Linked DNA regions of Gossypium hirsutum: region 2 is linked to region 1. A link is a contact called in public Hi-C data. All regions are on one chromosome and are shown on one strand. Each heading gives the region's core, a stretch centred on a gene start, on an enhancer-like site or on the middle of the called end of the contact. The rest is flanking DNA. Distances are from core to core; before and after follow the strand shown. Region 1 has its middle 18 kb from the start of LOC121214713. Region 2 holds the start of LOC107909900 (protein C2-DOMAIN ABA-RELATED 9).

The links. A called contact is a pair of places that touch in the nucleus more often than the background predicts.
Region 2: a contact with region 1 is called in a Hi-C map of leaf, with 4 times the contacts expected there. The contact joins the promoter of LOC107909900 here to the enhancer-like site in region 1. A contact is called at or near these places in 2 of 34 Hi-C or Micro-C datasets (both in leaf).

The regions. Positions count from the first base shown.
Region 1 is chrD02:53,560,731-53,564,056 of Gossypium_hirsutum_v2.1, reverse strand. No RefSeq gene overlaps it. Among protein-coding and RNA genes, the nearest start is that of LOC121214713, 18 kb to the left of the region's middle. Within about 2 kb of position 1,361, at least 1 of the 9 cell types and tissues checked has an H3K27ac peak or open chromatin away from gene starts, as enhancers often do. A contact at or near this core is called in leaf, where this site is marked.
Region 2 is chrD02:53,807,413-53,811,087 of Gossypium_hirsutum_v2.1, reverse strand. It overlaps LOC107909900 (protein C2-DOMAIN ABA-RELATED 9), which reads right to left and starts at 2,163. Exons shown (of 3, transcript XM_016837599.2): 1 at 1,767-2,163. The coding sequence starts at 1,880. LOC107909898 (endoglucanase 8-like) reads right to left here. Exons shown (of 7, transcript NM_001327026.1): 5 at 3,579-3,675; 6 at 3,308-3,471; 7 at 2,869-3,192. The coding sequence ends at 2,869.

The sequences.
Region 1 (3,326 bases), core at 112-2,611:
AGGATTTGAGATTTCATCAATGATAACAACATAATGTCTTTTAGGAGTTGAGGGAAATTTCAAATTTACAAGCTGTAAAATTGATAGTGTAATGCTCTCTTCACGAATACTTTTTAGAGCAGTAGTAATGGATAAATGACCACAGGTTGAACTTGTATTTTCCATCACTTGACCTTGCTTGGCCCAACTTTAATTGAGATCTATACATTCTTTGTACCATGCATTTGAGAAACTTGTTTATTAATAGACCCTTTGCTAGTCTGAATAGCCTTGCCTTTTGAGTTATCATTGGGCCTCTTATTAGTTTTACCTCAACCCATACAATAAGCCGAACCTTACCCCTGTAAGGATAAAATTGGAATCCCCATATTACCCCTTTTTTTCTCAACGCCAATTTCATCTTGATAATTAGCTAAACTATTAAACCTTGATCCTACATTTGAAATTTCTTTATTTCCAAGCTTAATTTCAAGACGTTTCTTAGGAGGAGTTGGAGTCTTTCATTAGACAAGGACCATAATTGTTGTATATTTCCAAATGGTATATTGTCTTCTCCAAAGTTGACATATGTTCCTTCTCAATTTATCATCAAGATTATCATTCCTCTTTCAAAGAGGATAGATATCTATCATGTGATAGTAAAGATCATAAGTAAATAAATGTTAGATAGAGATTCGAATTCAGCCATTTATAGCGATTTGTTAATCTTAATTTTAAAAACTGATCGTTTACTTAAATCAAATGACACTGCTAACCTTACAAATCTCCCCTTTATTACGCTATCGATATTATTATATATTTTCATCATTTCCCATATCAATTCCCCAATGACATTTATCAAACTCCTTTTGTACTAAGAGCTGGAAAGGCCTGATAATCGTATCCACACTACCACGTGATTTGAATGAGGTTTCAAAGTAGAGGACTCCTCATAACAAGGTTGTACAGTGAGGCCAAACACTATCCTTGGCCCTCTTGATAAAACATTTGAATAATCTATTTTTTATTTAAATTTCACAATGTAGTATTCATTATCAAGATCTATGAGTTGTAACCCCTTCACTAGCTTCCAAAGTGCCTGGATTTTGTTCAAGAGCACACTAAATACAATCTTTCGTCCAAGCAATTTTATGACGATCGTCTTTCTCATACTTTGTTTGACTAAATTACGTACCCTTTCAAAGAAGGAGATTGATGGCACACCATCCACATTTTCCATGATGAAATCCTCATCTAGCATTTCAATATCATTGCCCTTTTCGATTTCAAGACATTCGTTTTTCTACTACAGAATGCAAGCAACATGTCCTTGAAAGAGGACAAGCCCTCCATTTGTATTTGTGTCCATTATTCGGCTGTAAGTGGGTCCTCTTACCGCACATGAACTTTTTTTTGTGACCCTACCACCCACTCGAACAGCAGCAAGCCTCATCATCCTCCTCTTTGCCATTGAATAAAAAAAGATGGATGGTTTTTCATGTGTAAAGGAGGATAGTTTTTTTTTTAAAAAAAACAAAAAATTATTTAGGTTTGAGCAAGAAAAACTAAAAATCGACTTGAATCAACATGTTTGTACAATTTATGAAATGTAAATTTAAAACTTGTAGCTACCCGAAATTGGACCGAAATCTATCTTTATTTAATATATAATTAATTTTAATTTTTTATGATATTAAAATAAATATTTTATATTTAATAAGGAAAGTAATTTAAAAGATTTTCAAAAATTATTGGTTTTAGAAATATTTATGAAAAAGGCTTTTGTTAAATAATTTTTAAAAGGCATAAAACAAAATTCATTTTGTCAAAATAAGTCTAGAAATTCAAAACAAAGCATTGATATGGAAAAACTGAAAATCGAACCAAATTAAATCACGATGAATAGTTCAAAAATCCAAAAAAAAGTCTACGGAACCAAACTGATATCACCCCAAACATTATTGTTCCAAAGTAGAAAAAGAAAAGAGAAAACAATTTCCTTAATTTTTATATTTATTAAAATAGTTTTATTTAGATTATTTAATCAGCTAATTTCGTGTTTTCTCAATGGAATGAGGGTGTTAAGAACCCAAAAGCTTAAGCTTTGGGTCCAAGTATGTATGGACTCCATTGATGTGATCTTATGGGCTTAAGGTCCAAACCAGATTAAATCTTTGAGAAATGGAAAATGAAGATTATAAACTGACAAGACTTTCATCACTGCATTCAAAACTTGAGCATAGATAACCTGTTGTTCATCAACATTAAAAATCTTATTTATATATTTAACAAATGCTTAAAGATTTACTGTTTTAGAATAAATATCCAAAATTATACTAGTTTCATGTGGTTTTTCACTTTTAACTTTTTAATTAGTTTTTAAATAATATATTTTTAATTATTGTAATTAATTTTTAATTCATTATTCAAATTGTTAAATATAATTAAAATATATTAATTTATTTAATAATTAAAATATAATAAGAAGATATTTTTAATATCATATTAAAATATTAATATTTTGTAGTTCAATTAATATTTTTAATAATATTTTAAAATTCAAATAATAATTAAAAATTGTTATTATTTTCAACATATAAATTAACTTTTACTTCATTTAATCATTATTTAAAAGAATAACTAATAAACGTTATTTAAATATATTTCTAATAAAAATTTTATTAAATCATTTGTACAAAAAATAAAAATATGATATATTGTAAAATAAACTCTTCATTCTTCAATTTTTATTTTTTTTTTCTTAATAGTCAATAAATTGACTATAATAATTTGCAAATAATATATAATTAATATGTAGCACACAAAAAATATCAAGTAAATTTTTTTTTAATTATTGTAATTGAGAAAACTTTTTTACGTCAATTTTTTCTTTTATTATAATTATTTTAACCAAAATTTTAAAATAATAATTTTATATTAAATTATAAATTTTTTAAATATGTAATTATCGCAACTACTATTATACTATAATTATTTTTAAATTTCAATTTAGTAATATGATAGAAAATAAATGGACTAATTTACCTATAAAGGCCTATTTCCAAGTATATTTACGGAAATGGGCCAATTTTTGCATTATTTACAAAAAAAGGGGCCAATTTAGGCAAAACGCGTCCACGTAGGGCGTTTTAAGGTGAAATTTTCAGCAAATTGCGCCCCTAGGGAGCGTTTTTGCCATGTCAGCACAAAACGCACTGACATGGACACGCTTTGCTGATGTGGCAAAAACACTCCCTCAGGGGAGCGTTTTGCTCCATGTTTTTGTCCCCAACAGCTTTTTTTTATGTTTGGGAGGGGTCCAATGGTAAAAAAAAAAGTATAAAAAC
Region 2 (3,675 bases), core at 914-3,413, 250 kb before region 1:
AAACTCTTACAGAATTTGAAAGAAAAAAAAACTTATTGGAAAGAGATTGGGAACCTAAGCTAAGTATTGTTCAAAAAGAGTAGTATGATGTTACTTGAACAATTCTAAAGATGGGATCAATAATTTTTACGTTTGATTGTATATTGTGGTTGTAATAATTTGGGCCATCCTATTTGTATAATGAGTTGGATTTCTTACATATTTGTTTTATGAATATTAATTAATAAATGAAGTCTTTGTTTTAAATAAATTTTTCTTAAATGTGAGTTTTAATTCACAAATATGTTTCAAATCTTATCATGCATGGCATCTATCTCATAAACTTATATACCGAGTTGTTTTAAGTTTCATCTAGATAAGATGCTCTATTTGGCCTCTTACAAACCATTCTAAGATTCTCCTATGCATGTCAACTAGATTGAAAAAGAGCTCAAAACCAATGATACCTTAGTTGTGGTGGCAATATTATGTGATTGAGATTTTCCCAAGTTCAAGTTCTACCATGTACAAATGTTATACGTCGATTCTCTCCTAGATTATTCTAAACTTAAATGTGGGTCATGTCCACATTTACTTCGACCTAAGCTTAGATATATTTCAGTTTCCAACCCACAATTAATTATAACTATAAGGCTAAAGTATTAAAAAAGCTCTTTTAAAATAATTTAAAAAAATGAATTGAGTCTTTTGTCAGAAAGTGCAATCAATTGAGTCCTTAATCAAAAGTTAGCAATCAATTAAGCCATTAGAATATGGTTTTCTGTCAAGCCCTTAATGGACCATTGAGTGCTAATGTGGTAATTGATATGTAAAAATAATGATGGTGGTGACTAACATGGCATTTGAGGTGAAAAAAATGGTAACATGGATGGCTTAATTGATCTTAATCATTTTACATGGGCTTAATTTATTTTTAATTATTTAAGTTTTAAAATTGTTAAATCTTATAATTTTTTCTTGGAAAATATAAAAATTATAGAAAAATTGTTATTAAATATTAAAAAATTATAAAAATTATAAAATATCATTAATATGTTATGAAAAAGATATCAAACTATTATATAAATAATATAAAATTATAGAACTTATAAAAAAATAAAACAATAAGAAATTATATAAAAATATATAAATTTATTTTAAAAAGTTATAAAAACTTATTAAAAGTATTAAAAAGTTATAAAAATTATAAATATGTAATAAAATTATAGAAAATTTTTGTTATTTGGAGTGCTTGGATTTGGTTTTAATGGTGAAATTGAATTGTGATGGTGATAGACTTGTATAGGGTGTTGAATAAGAGGTCCGAGAGGCAATGAATTTAGTGTTTGGTGATTGAAGATGAGTGGTGAGTAATTATTTTAGTTGAGAAGACGTGATGAGAGGGAAGTTAATAGGAATAGATTTAGGTATGATGTACGACCGTGTGTGAAGCAAAACAAAAAAAAAGAGTAATATTTAAAAAAAAATGTTGTAAAAAACATTGGAAATTATAAAAAAAAATATAAAAATTTATGAAAACAAGAGGCTTAAGTTGAGATATGAGCGCTCATTTGTGAAATAACAATAGGCAATTGTCAACTAGTTCTAGAGAAAAAAAAGGAGCGCTCTGGGTAATACAATAGCAACCGATTTTAACATATACTTGAGTTCACTCATTTGGGAAATAAAACTCTAGAGTACTTGATTGTAAATTTTGAGAATTTTTTCCAAGATAACATAATCAAATTTCTCCTAATTTGAGAAGGGATGAAGGAAACACAACAAACCTGTTGAGTGGTGGTGATGACAACATATGGATCACTGCTAGACGCTATCTTATCACGAACAATAAGATTGTAGCCTCTTCGGACCCTAATTCTGAGAAGTCCCAACGTATCCATTGCAACAAACACGTTGTTTTTTTTCAGATATTACAATCCAAACAAAACAATAATCTGAAACAACTTTCTTTTACTTCCTCTTTCTTGGAAGAATACCAATGTATTGCAATAAAAATAATAAACTTGACAAATGAGAAACAAATGGTTTGGAATTGGAAGGAATCTTTAATTTCCACTGTCTATAGACTCCACCTTCTTTCTAGCGTCTTGTGGTTCATTCATTTTCAAAAAAGTATAACAGAAAATGTCAAAATCCATAATCAATGAACATCTAAATTTTAGAAAGATGAGTGGTTCACCGCTTTCTTGCATATTTGTGTCATCATCTTGATCACAAGAAGTTCACAATAAATATTAACCATTGGTGTTGTTTTTAGTCAATTAAATGAGAATAAAGAACTCCAAAATTTATATGCTTGAATATAATATATATAGGCATATGGTATAATTGATATGAAATTATACAATTTATAAAAAAATTTATTGAGTTGTGTCACCCGACTACTTGTAAAATTTAACTTATATGTTTGAATATAATATATATATAGGCATATGATATAACTAATGTGAAATCTATACAATTTATAAAGCTTTTTATTGAATTGATATCCCTCATCAATTGGATTCCAACTCACCTTAAAAAATAAAAAAAAATTTCAAAACTTTCACTCTCGTCCATGAATAAATTGTTAAATTTGTTTAGCTTATTTATATCTAAACTCGATTCTTTTCATTATCAAGCTTTAAAACTAAAAATATGTTTGAAGATAGAATTTATATATATGTAAGGCAATAACTAGAACTTGAGTACAAAATTATTAGCAATAGGAGAAATGGGTGCTTTGGGTAAAGGCATAAATCTTAAAACTTAGCCCAACAAAGATAAAAAGGCGCTCACTTTTTTGTGTAGCTTTCAATTGGGAATCGTTTGATTCCACAATGACGATAATGATAAATCACTGATTACAATTACTCTATATGCGGAAAATCAAGGGTGGGCTGAAAAGAATGCAAGGAGACCAACAAGTGGCGCATTGATGTAGGTTGTGGGCTCCGACTCTTGAAAATAAGGCCTTGAATCTGGAAAGGCATCCGACACATTAGGCCCACCCACTACTGCTCCCACTAGTAAATTGGGGTTGGGGTTTGGGCTTAGATAATAGCGAGTCCCCGCTTTGCAACCGATGCGAGCCGGGTGGGCCGCGACCGATGGCAGTGAGCTGCCCCTGTGATGAATCCTCCGAGGAAATCGTGCACCATACCCAACCATGTAGGATATCCCTAAAGGATTATCCCCCAGAATGTAGTCTACCTAAATTTACCACAGACAAGAATCACGTGAGGCCCTTCTCATTATAGAAGCAACAAAACAAAAGCCGTTGATTTTGTTTGATTTATTTAAATAGAAACCAAGAATGTCATACTACCTGGCGTTTGGCCAAGTGTTTGAGAAGGGCAGGGGAGGCTGATGATTCACCACATGGAACTACCTTGTTAGCATGGCTTAGGTAATTTGAATAGGCTAAAAGAAGGAAAGACAACGACGTTACATGCTGCATGTTACTCCCTCCAGTTTTGAACATCAGTCCACCTTTTTTATATTTTTTAACAGTGAAAAAGGGGTTAGTTTCTATGATTAGCAGAGATCTATGTCTTATTATTATTGTTTTTAGTATCAAATTGTTGAAAGCACATTACCGGGAGAGTACTGAACTTGAGGATGGGACATTCCAGGTAGTAAAGAACAAATAAAGCCATCAGCATTTTGCTTGAAAGACTCGAAATAGTCAGCTTT